Regions from separate parts of the Mus musculus genome. Here regions 1 and 2 are each linked to region 3. The links are chromatin contacts, called in public promoter capture Hi-C maps. All regions are on one chromosome and are shown on one strand. Each heading gives the region's core, a stretch centred on a gene start, on an enhancer-like site or on the middle of the called end of the contact. The rest is flanking DNA. Distances are from core to core; before and after follow the strand shown.

Region 1 (2,924 bases), core at 222-2,721, 1.0 Mb before region 3:
GTTGTTAGGATTGGCACAGACTGGCTTTGACGATCAATCCTAACGCCAAAACACTCGATCGACTTTTCAGTGTTTCTGCTAGTAGCAAACGGAGAGAGAGAGAAAAAAATGTTGAGGAATCAAACAGTGCAAGTTTACAGAGAGGATCTGGAGCTCAGCTGCTTTTCATTAAAGTGCATTCTCCTTCCTTCCCTCCCGCTTCCCTTCAGTGCACCTGCAGAATCCCTGCATGGTGTTTGCCCTCCCTCTTCTCCTTCCCTTTTATTTTTCTATGTGCGGAATTCCTGCACTCTGCCCTTCCCCTCCCTCTCTCCTTCCATCCTTTCCTCTATTTTCTGGCCACGTTCAGAGCCCCTGATTTCTCTCGAGAAGGCGCAGTACTTTGCAGCTCTTCTGGCCCGGGCTTGTGTCTGCAGGGCGTGCGAATCTCTCCGGTGTGGACCTACAGGCAGGAGAGCTGCGCGGAGCTGCGGCTGGAACCCGACCGAAGCGCCGGGAGCCCGGGAGGGATTGGCTAGGCTAGCCGAGGTCGAGCGTTCCGAGCCCTAGATCCGCGGCTGCAGCCTGGGACAGGCACCTATGACTCATCGGCTCCGCCGGTCACATGGGCAACGTGACCAAAATAAAGTTTCAGTATTTTAAGCCGCTAGAAAAGGGGACAGAGGAGCGCAAGGCAGGCGGGAGCGTAGGGTGGCCGCGGGGACGCTGCGCCGGCCGAGGGGGCGGGGCTGAGGCCAGGAAGGGGCGGGATTTGGCCGAGGGGCGTGGTCTGCCGGGAGGTGCGCCCCTCCCCCGTGTCGGGCAGCGACGCCCCGACTCTCGGCTAAACGGTTCGGGAACGCTGTGAACCGGCACGCCTCGGTGCCTTACGTATCCCTCCGGCAGGGCCGCCCCCCGCCAGCGCCGCAGGCTGCGGGATCCCGGAGATCCCAGCGTGTCCTCCGAAGACACCGGGACCCCCACGCGCCAGCAGCGGCTTCCCCGGGAACGTCCTTCAGCTCCCGGAGCACGCGGGAAAAGCCCCAGCACACCAATGAGCGAGCGCCTTCCTCATGACGGTCACGCTGGGGGGCGGGGCTTCCCACAGCCGTTCCCGAGTTCCGGGAACCCCCTTTGATTGGTCTGGACGGCTTGGGAAACACTGTAGTGACGTCCAATCAAAACACCACGTCTCGGCCTCGAGGAAATATTCCGTGTCAGCCTCATCCTGATTGGGCCATCCTTTCGACCTCTGTCCACTAGGAAGCTTTGTTTAGGTCTGGAGGGCGGGTTTTCCCGGGAGTGGGTGGGGAGGGGGCGTTGATTCCAGGCCAATCACTTTAGTCGGTGCGGTGGTGATCAGCCAATGGACAGGGTGGATAGGACGCTCCTCCCGGAGAGTAGTGAGACCCCTGGTGCGGTCCGATTGGTCGCGGGAGCCGTGACTGGCAGACGCACCAACCAGTGGGCGCTGTGCGTGGGCCGCGGGGCGGGGCCAGGGCGGGTGCGCGGCGGCGGCGGGGTGGCTGGGCCGGCGGCGGCGGCGGTACGAGGCGCGCGCTCGGGGTCCCGGTCGCGAGGAGGAGGAGGATGTGGCGCGCGGAGGGGAAATGGCTGCCGAAAACAAGCCGGAAGGTGAGAGCCGGAGCGTGAGGGCCCGGGGCTGTCAGGGTGGCGGCGACACGGCGAGCCCGGGGCCGCGCCGGACATCCCGGGCATCGGCGGCGCGGGGCGCGAGCGCGGGGGCGCGGCGGGCGCGGGGAGGGCGCCGGCGGGGTGGGGGGGGCGGAGCGCGGCCGAGTCCTGAGGTGACTCGCGGGCCGGCCGAGCGGGGCGCCCCGCACCCAGCCCCGGGGGCGGCAGGCCGGGGCGGGGGGCGCGCGGGGCGGGGGCCGGGCCCAGCGAGGAGGAGGAGAAGCCGCGACGCCTCCCGCACCCGGCCCGGGGCATCCCCGCCGTGTCGGTCGGGGTGTCAGGGGGCCGCGGGGCGGAAAGTTTCCCGGGCCGCGGGGGCTCGCGGGCACCGGTGCCGGCGGCCGTAGCGGCGTCAGGGCCGGACGTTCCCCTCCACAGCCCCCCTCGGGCCGCGCGGCGCCTCCTAGCGCCGGCGTGGGGGGTGTCCCCGCGCGGGTCCCCGCCAGGGGGCCCCCCTCGTGCCGAGCGCCCCTCGGCCGAGGCCCCGGGCGACCCCTCCCCCAGCAGGGCCGGGGTCCTCGCGCGGCCTCCCCGCCCCTCACAGCATGCTCTTCCACACTTGCCCTTGCACCCTCACTACCGGGAGGGTGGGGTCTCCACACTGCCATGCCCTTTACCTTCCGTGACCCCGATCCTCTCCGAGCACTGAGGGTTCCGTGTCAGCCTGTCCCCTTTTTGAGGGGACTCTCGTGGGGCCGCGGAGCCTCTGCACGCTGGGTTAATCTTTTTTTTTTTTTTTGGCCAGGACAAGGGGACTCGGGGCTACCCATGTTCTTCCTTCTTAGCTCACCCAGTGGCTTGTGGGGCCCTGTGCAGCTCTGAAGTCATTTCTAAATAGGCAGGCAGACACTTCTTCCAGATCTGTACTCTTTCCGTACACTTTCCTGGGTTAGGGTGAGCTCATTTCCTGAACACCCTTCGAGTTGCCCTCTTTCTTGTTGGGAAAACCGGACGCTCCAATGCTCCTCTCCCTAGCTGTCTGCCTCTCTCCTTGGAGTTCCCTGTCTGGGCCAGGGTGGGCGCCCCAGTAAGATGTAGGGCAGGCAGGACTTCCGATGTGCCTACCACTTGAGTGTAAGGGACCTCAGTACTTGTTTCTTGCAGGAAAAGAAGGATCTATTGCTTCCCGTTCACTCTTGGATCTTAGGGGGCACCCTTCACCAGTTAACACTATCCCACTGGGAAAAGGGTCCAGTGCCCTTGAATTTGGTGTTCTGATTCCTGTCTTCTGAGCAGAAAGAACCAGACTT
Region 2 (3,245 bases), core at 199-2,698, 1.1 Mb before region 3:
CCCACATTGTCTTAAGCACCAAAGGAGCTCAGAGTGTAGACTGTAACTTGGCAAATCAGAGCCTTTTTTTAAAAAAAAAAATAATAGCATCTTTCTCACTCACCCAGTTTAACTTTCTTTCTTTTTTTAAATCCTGTTGCTCATATTAAAGTAGAAGTACTGCTGAGCTCTGTAGATTGTGCAGACCTCAAGGGGAGAGCTCTTCTAAAGAGAAGCTGTGATAGAAACAGTCTTGCCCCCAGGCTATTGTGTGGCTCTGATGGGACAAATACCCAGGACAAGTTAGAGGAATTTGCCAAAGACCTGCCCCATGACAGTTGTTGTCCAGTGTCTTCACCCTGAGAATAACCAAAGTTGCAGTAGTTTTTTTTTCTTTTTAAGTGCATTTAAGAATATGTGTGGTTTTGTTGTGGAACAGTGGAGCTGGCCATTATTACATGTGCTCAGAGATCAATGCCTCTGGAATACATTTGACATCTGTTTGTGTTTGCTTGCTTTGTTTTTAAGGGGATCTTTCCCTGTGGGTGGTGTCAGAATTTGGACACCTTGGTTTGGGGGTAGGTTGAGCTGGGCAGCTGCAATCAGCTTGTTTATGCAAACTGGGCGTGAGCCTCTCTGGGCTCCTGGTTGATGGCTAATGCTGGGAGGGAAGGGTCAGCCCCAAGTAGACCCTTCCCGTGGGCTTTGGCCAGGCCAGACACAACATCGTTTACATGTTCTGTGTAATTATAAAGTTTATGTGTATAAAGCAAGCTGTTTCTGTGAAACTGTATATTTTGTAAATAAAGATATTGCTACTTTGAGGTCTGTGCCTCCTTAGGTGTCCTGTGCTGAAAAAGGCTGTGGGTCTCCCCAGTTGCTTGTCAGATGGCGGATCTGGCAGAGCTGAACTGATGATGAAAAGGGACCATGACCCCTGCTCCACTTATCCAGTTAGCTCTCAAACCCAGTGTGCACTTTTGAAAGGCTTCCCTTTCCCTCAATTCCTGTCACACTTGTCTGTTCAGGTGTGCCGGCCACCCCTACCCTCTACCCCGCACTTGTCTGAGCTTTCAAAGCCACAGCCATTAGGGCCCTTTGAAGTTCGGACTGGTGAGGTGAGTCCAGTGCTAGGCATCTTCTGTCTGTATAGTGACCAGCTGGGTACCTCCCTTGGGATCCAAACCTTGTCTGAAGCTGAGATGAATGAAGTGTGAGTTCAAGGCCAGGCAGGCTCTGTACCTGTCTGTAACGGACAAACCCAGCCCTGCAAGCCAGAAACTTAGCTGAGTTAGGAGTCGACGCTTTTTTAGTCCAGGTTTCCAAAGTTGTTTACTTGGGCACAAGTTGTAGGAGGTATTCCTCAGCTCTAACTTCTTTAGGGAGCAGAGCAAGTCCTGCTCTGGCGCCCCGAGCCTGCGGACCCCGCCCCTCAGGCTCCGCCCCCCGAGGCCGCCGAGCCGCCATCTTTTTTAGGGGCAGTGGGCCCATCTCCGAGATGCCGAAGTCTTGCGCGGCCCGGCAATGCTGCAACCGCTACAGCAGCCGCAGGAAGCAGCTCACCTTCCACCGGTGAGGGATGGGGAAGCCGGGACCCGACCCTACGGAACGCTCGCGGGTCTCGGTGCACTGGGCGGGAGCTCCGGGAGGCCCAGGCCAGGGTTTGCAGGCGAGGTGGACCGGGACTGCGTAGAGGGGCCGGGCCGGGCGCGGGCGATGCTCCTGCGCGCGGCCTCACAGCCTGACCCCGCCGCCCCCTCCTCGCCTGGAAGCAGTAGGTGCTCAGTGCAAACTAGATGGGCGTGAGTGGCACCTGGCCGTGTCCCTGCTCTGGCCCCTTGCGCCTGCGTCACCTCGCGGGAGGCCTGGAGGAATGAGTGCTCCCAGGATGGCCGGGCCTCATGGCAGGGATTTCGGCTGTGGGAAGGTGGGAGATCCCCGGTTCTGCAGCCCTGGGACCCCTTTTCCCCAGCAAGACTCGTGCTGAGCCCTTTCTAGGGAAGCACCCTTCAACTGCTCCGGCTTCGAGCGATGTCTGTGCCTTCAGGGCTCAGTTCCTGGCAGCCCGCACCCTGTACACTTTGAATGTTTCTGCTGAAGAGTAGCAACCATAGAAAAATACACACATCAGTTGGCAGCCCACAGACGTCTCCGCTGGCATCCACTTACAGTCTTTTCTCCCACCAGCCCACAGGGATAGCTTGCATGTGGGCTGCGTGGCTGTGGCGAGGTTTGAACCTTAAGAAATGGAATCTCTCTCTCTCTTCCTTCCGGGCCCTGCGAGAGTCATCCTTGCCCCACAAGCACTATTCTGCATAGTATTCCATTGACCACGAGCCAGGATGTGTGCTCTGCATGGAAGGGCCTCCGGGTGGCTGCATGGGTAGTTATCAGGTATCTGAGTTGCCAGAAACTCGGGGGAACACTCACCTCTGCCCGCTCTCATTCTTTGTTTTTAAGTTAAATTCATTTGTGTGTAGAAGAATCCTCCACCCTCTTGCCATGTCTCCCATGGGATGGATGGTCAGAGGACAGTTTCTTTCCTGTTTTGTGGGGCCACAGGGATTTTGCCAGGTGTCTTATCTATTTTAATAGCCACCTCCTCCATTGAGACCAGGCCCTTTTCTGTAGTTCTGACTGAAGTCAGTGAATAGAGCTATGTACCCAAAACTGGCTTTGAACACTCAAAAAAAAAAAAAAAAAAAAAAAACACCCCCTCCCTTAATGCATGCTGGCATCCTGTCTGGGAGACTTTTATATTTTACTTTGTGTTGGAGATGGAGCTCAGGCCTTCCAGAGTAGTGGGTAGGCAGGTGCTCTACACACCTTGACTTTTTTTTTGGTTTTGTTTTTTCGAGACAGGGTTTCTCTGTGTAGCCCTGGCTGTCCTGGAACTCACTCTGTAGACCAGGCTGGCCTCGAACTCAGAAATCCACCTGCCTTTGCCTTCTGAGTACTGGGATTAAAGGCATGAGCCACCACGCCTGGCCACACCTCCGAATTTTTAAACTTTTTTGTTTTGTTTTTCAAGATAGGATTTCTCTGTGTAGACCAGGCTGACCTTGAACTCACAGAGATCTGCCAGCCTCTGCCTCCAGAGTGTTGAGATTAAAGGCGTGTGCCACCACTTAAGTGTTTATGGCACAATCACCACATGTCCTGGTAGGCTTCCTGAGGACAGTTTAGATCTGTGTGTACCCCGTGCTTTGACATCTCTCCTGTGCCCTCCCGTCTGCCTTCTGACTCTATCCTTGCTTCAGGCTAGT
Region 3 (3,091 bases), core at 456-2,955:
ATCCAGACATTTCATAGCAGCTATTAACAAGGAACAACAGATTTTCTTTCCAAACCTTATCAGTTCTTGGACCAATCCTGTTAAGCCTTAAAATGTAAACCATGCTTTCCTGCATGTATTTAATCAACATGAACTATATTCAAGGCTGTGTAAAATAAGAGCTGTTCAGGGCATTTTCCAGCCCTTAAGGAGTTTACCATCTGATTTATTTGCCAAGATACAGATTTACAGTTTGAGATTTTTACCACTGATCAGCAAATGTCCACCAGTGCACAGGAGAGGGAGTGAAGGCCATGACAGAGTGCCCAGCCTTTTTAAACATCTTCATGTATTTCCTCTCAAACCTGATAATATCCGCCAGAGTTGACAGGTTAGTACGAAACCAGCTTATTCCTTACAAAATTTGCTCTTTTACTGATAAAGGTATTTAGATTATCTTTGGTCTCTATTTTGGTAAAATCTCTCTTAAAATCTCCATGTTTCAAGAAAAAAAAAAATTTAAAGGCAAGAGCCACCACAGTGAACTCAAAAATGTCCCAGTCTTAATAGATGCATATTCACTATACCTGTATAGACTTAAGGAAGTGTAAAACTGTAGAACTTTTCTTTTTTCTTTTTTTTTCCAGGATGAAAAAAAAAAAAAAGGCAATTTATACCTCACCTTTCTTCACCCCTGACAGTTGCCTGGAAACCAGTCCTGCCCTACCTGTGCTACAGGTGTACCTCCCGTCACATCTCTTTTAAAGCTACAGTCTCTATTCTTACTACACTTAAGTTTATGACTAACAATCTATTCACATTTTTATCAGGTAGGAGACTGGTTTCTTTCAAGCAATGATGAAATCCTAATAAAGACTGAGGAAGCACCCATCCAGCACCACCAATCACGATTAATTTGAACAAAGATAGGATATACGTATAAAAACAGGATACTGCCAAGGAGCCTTGGCGTTTGAACAGTTCTGTCTGCATTTTCACTCCTTTAATATATAAGTCATTTAAGGCAAAGAATCATGTTTCTGGAGAGGAAAAGGCCACGGAACAACTCGGATGAATTAAAACAAATATTTTTTTTTAAAGGGGAATGACCTTCGTCGCCGAGTCTCACCGAGACTCAAGACTGGTACCAACCAGGGACTAGCAATCTCCGAGCCCACCCGCGACAGCTTCTCGCAGAAGCTTTCCGGGCCGGACCGACGGGTGCGCGGGGTGAGAGGGAAGATGGAGGGGGCCGCAGCAGTTCCACCGCATCCCTGGGCCGCAGCTGCACCGGGAAGACCGTGGAGCCGCCGCTCCGGAGCCCCAGGCTGTGGAGACGTGTCGTGTGCGCGCCGGTGCATGGCCCCGGCGAGAAGCCGAGGGCGCCCGCGGCCCGCCGCTCCTCACGCACCCCGGCCCATCCCGGGAAGCGGAGTGCCGGAGGCTCCGGCTCCAGCCCACCGCCCGTCCGCCCGCCCTCCGCGCCCCGGCCCCACGTCTCCCGACGCCCGCCAGGCCCCTTACCCCAAGGGAGCGGGACCCCGCGGCGCCCTCCCGCGCATGTCCGTCCCGGCTGGCTCAGCGCCGCGGGCTTAGGGGCCCGAGCATCGCGCAGGCGCCTCGCCGCTCTCTTGCCCTCGCTCTTTCTCTCTGCTCGCTCGCAGGCTATGCTCGCGCTCGCTCGCTCGCACAGCTCACGCTCCGCGCCTCGCACTCGGCCGCCGACGCCGGCGCAGCCGACGCCCGTATTTATACGGTGAGCGACAACGTGACGTCAACGCCCGCAGCCCCGCCTCCTTCACGCAGCCAATCCGGGCGGGCGGACGCTTAAAGGGGCGATGCCGCTACCGAAGAGTTTGCGTGGGGCCCGCCGGGCGGCGCTAGCAGCCTCGTCTCCTGAGGGGACGTTTCTATTTGGGCCGCCTCTGTGCGAGCTGCCTAGCCTAAGGACACCGAGTTTTCCTTAGAAGGTTGTGAGCGGCCCTGTTTCCATCCCCGGGGAGGGAAGTGACGCTGAGATGCACTTGGATCCAAGAAACTCAGGGAGCGGGAGAAAATGGGGATTGGAGAGGAGAGGGGCACCCCGAGGTGTATATATGTGTGTGTGTGTGTATGTATGTATGTATGTATGTATGTATGTATGTATGTATGTATGTATGTATGTATATCGAGGGATGGTCGAGGGATGGCGAGGAGAGTGATGAAGAACGGAGGGGGACGGTGAGGAACAACGAGGGACTGCTGTGATGATGCGAGAGAGATGAAGGGCGCTACAACCAGGGATGGATGACCATGAAGAAAGTGGTCTCTGGGAAAGAGGGCAGCGGACTGAGGGGCAGTAAGGGACAAAATGCGTCTGAAGACAGGAAGGGGCAGGGAGTGTCTGGCTAAGGACAATAAGGGATGGAGGGGCAGTGAGGAGCAGTGTGAGGCACTGCGGGACTTATAGAGAACCTCACTAATTGATCTAGGTAGTTAAGGGACGGTGTGGGAAAGGAAGGGACAGAATGGAAAGGTGAGGGGCAGCGCAGAAAGGTGAAGGACAAAGGGGACTGGGCAGTGGGCCATGCTGTGTGGGCAGGATCAGGGAGGCCTCACTCCAGGCTCCTCTGTACTTGGCTTGGCCTCCAGCAAGGCTAGGCTGATCCCGGGCACCTCCCCCAAACCTGCCCCCAGCCCTCTTGGCTTACCTGTCAAAGTGCTGTTCTCCATGTCTTTTGGCCCCAGGGTGGCCGCTGATGCCCAAGGACAAAACGCCATCAAGTCTACAGGGAGGAGGGTTCGTGGGGCAGAAATCCGGTGATGCAACTTAGGTTTATAGTTTAACCGTAAAATAAATAATACAATGATAAACCAGAGTAGTTCAAGAAAAAAGGCAAACAGACAGAAGCCCTCCAGTTTGGACTAGTACAAATTCCTCTTAATGGCACTCCACAGAGTAGAGAGCGCAGACCTATGGCTGACCTCTGTGGTCCGCACACAGAGCCCTTCCTGCACTGCAGCAAGAATGCCTGATAGTTATAGGCTTAGCACCACCTAATTGAGCCAGTTTAACATATGGAATGAGGTGCTGGCCTCATTATCTGGTTAACTATTAACTTTGTGCCCCACG

Evidence for each region. Promoter capture Hi-C pulls out the DNA fragments that hold promoters and counts their contacts.
Region 1: a promoter capture Hi-C map of embryonic stem cells shows a contact between it and region 3, with 3 times the contacts expected there. The contact joins the promoter of Camta1 here to the promoter of Errfi1 in region 3. A contact is called at or near these places in 2 of 39 promoter capture datasets (embryonic stem cells and hippocampal neurons).
Region 2: a promoter capture Hi-C map of hippocampal neurons shows a contact between it and region 3, with 3 times the contacts expected there. The contact joins the promoter of Thap3 here to the promoter of Errfi1 in region 3. A contact is called at or near these places in 3 of 39 promoter capture datasets (hippocampal neurons, liver and pre-B cells), 1 of 484 Hi-C or Micro-C datasets (embryonic stem cells) and 1 of 115 datasets of contacts at active chromatin or transcription factors (pancreatic cancer cells).

Annotation. Positions count from the first base shown.
Region 1 is chr4:151,860,315-151,863,238 of GRCm38.p6, reverse strand. Camta1 (calmodulin binding transcription activator 1) reads left to right here and starts at 1,471. Exons shown (of 24, transcript NM_001081557.3): 1 at 1,471-1,614. The coding sequence starts at 1,570. All of the region lies in intron 2 of Gm42357 (a long non-coding RNA gene), which reads right to left. 9230110K08Rik (a long non-coding RNA gene) reads right to left here and starts at 1,495. Exons shown (of 2, transcript XR_390981.3): 1 at 382-1,495; 2 at 1-75.
Region 2 is chr4:151,987,189-151,990,433 of GRCm38.p6, reverse strand. Thap3 (THAP domain containing, apoptosis associated protein 3) reads left to right here and starts at 1,448. Exons shown (of 4, transcript NM_175152.4): 1 at 1,448-1,551. The coding sequence starts at 1,478. Phf13 (PHD finger protein 13) reads left to right here. Exons shown (of 4, transcript NM_172705.2): 4 at 1-803.
Region 3 is chr4:150,853,684-150,856,774 of GRCm38.p6, reverse strand. Errfi1 (ERBB receptor feedback inhibitor 1) reads right to left here and starts at 1,705. Exons shown (of 4, transcript NM_133753.2): 1 at 1,504-1,705. It overlaps 1700045H11Rik (RIKEN cDNA 1700045H11 gene), which reads left to right and starts at 1,826. Exons shown (of 4, transcript NR_040649.1): 1 at 1,826-1,949.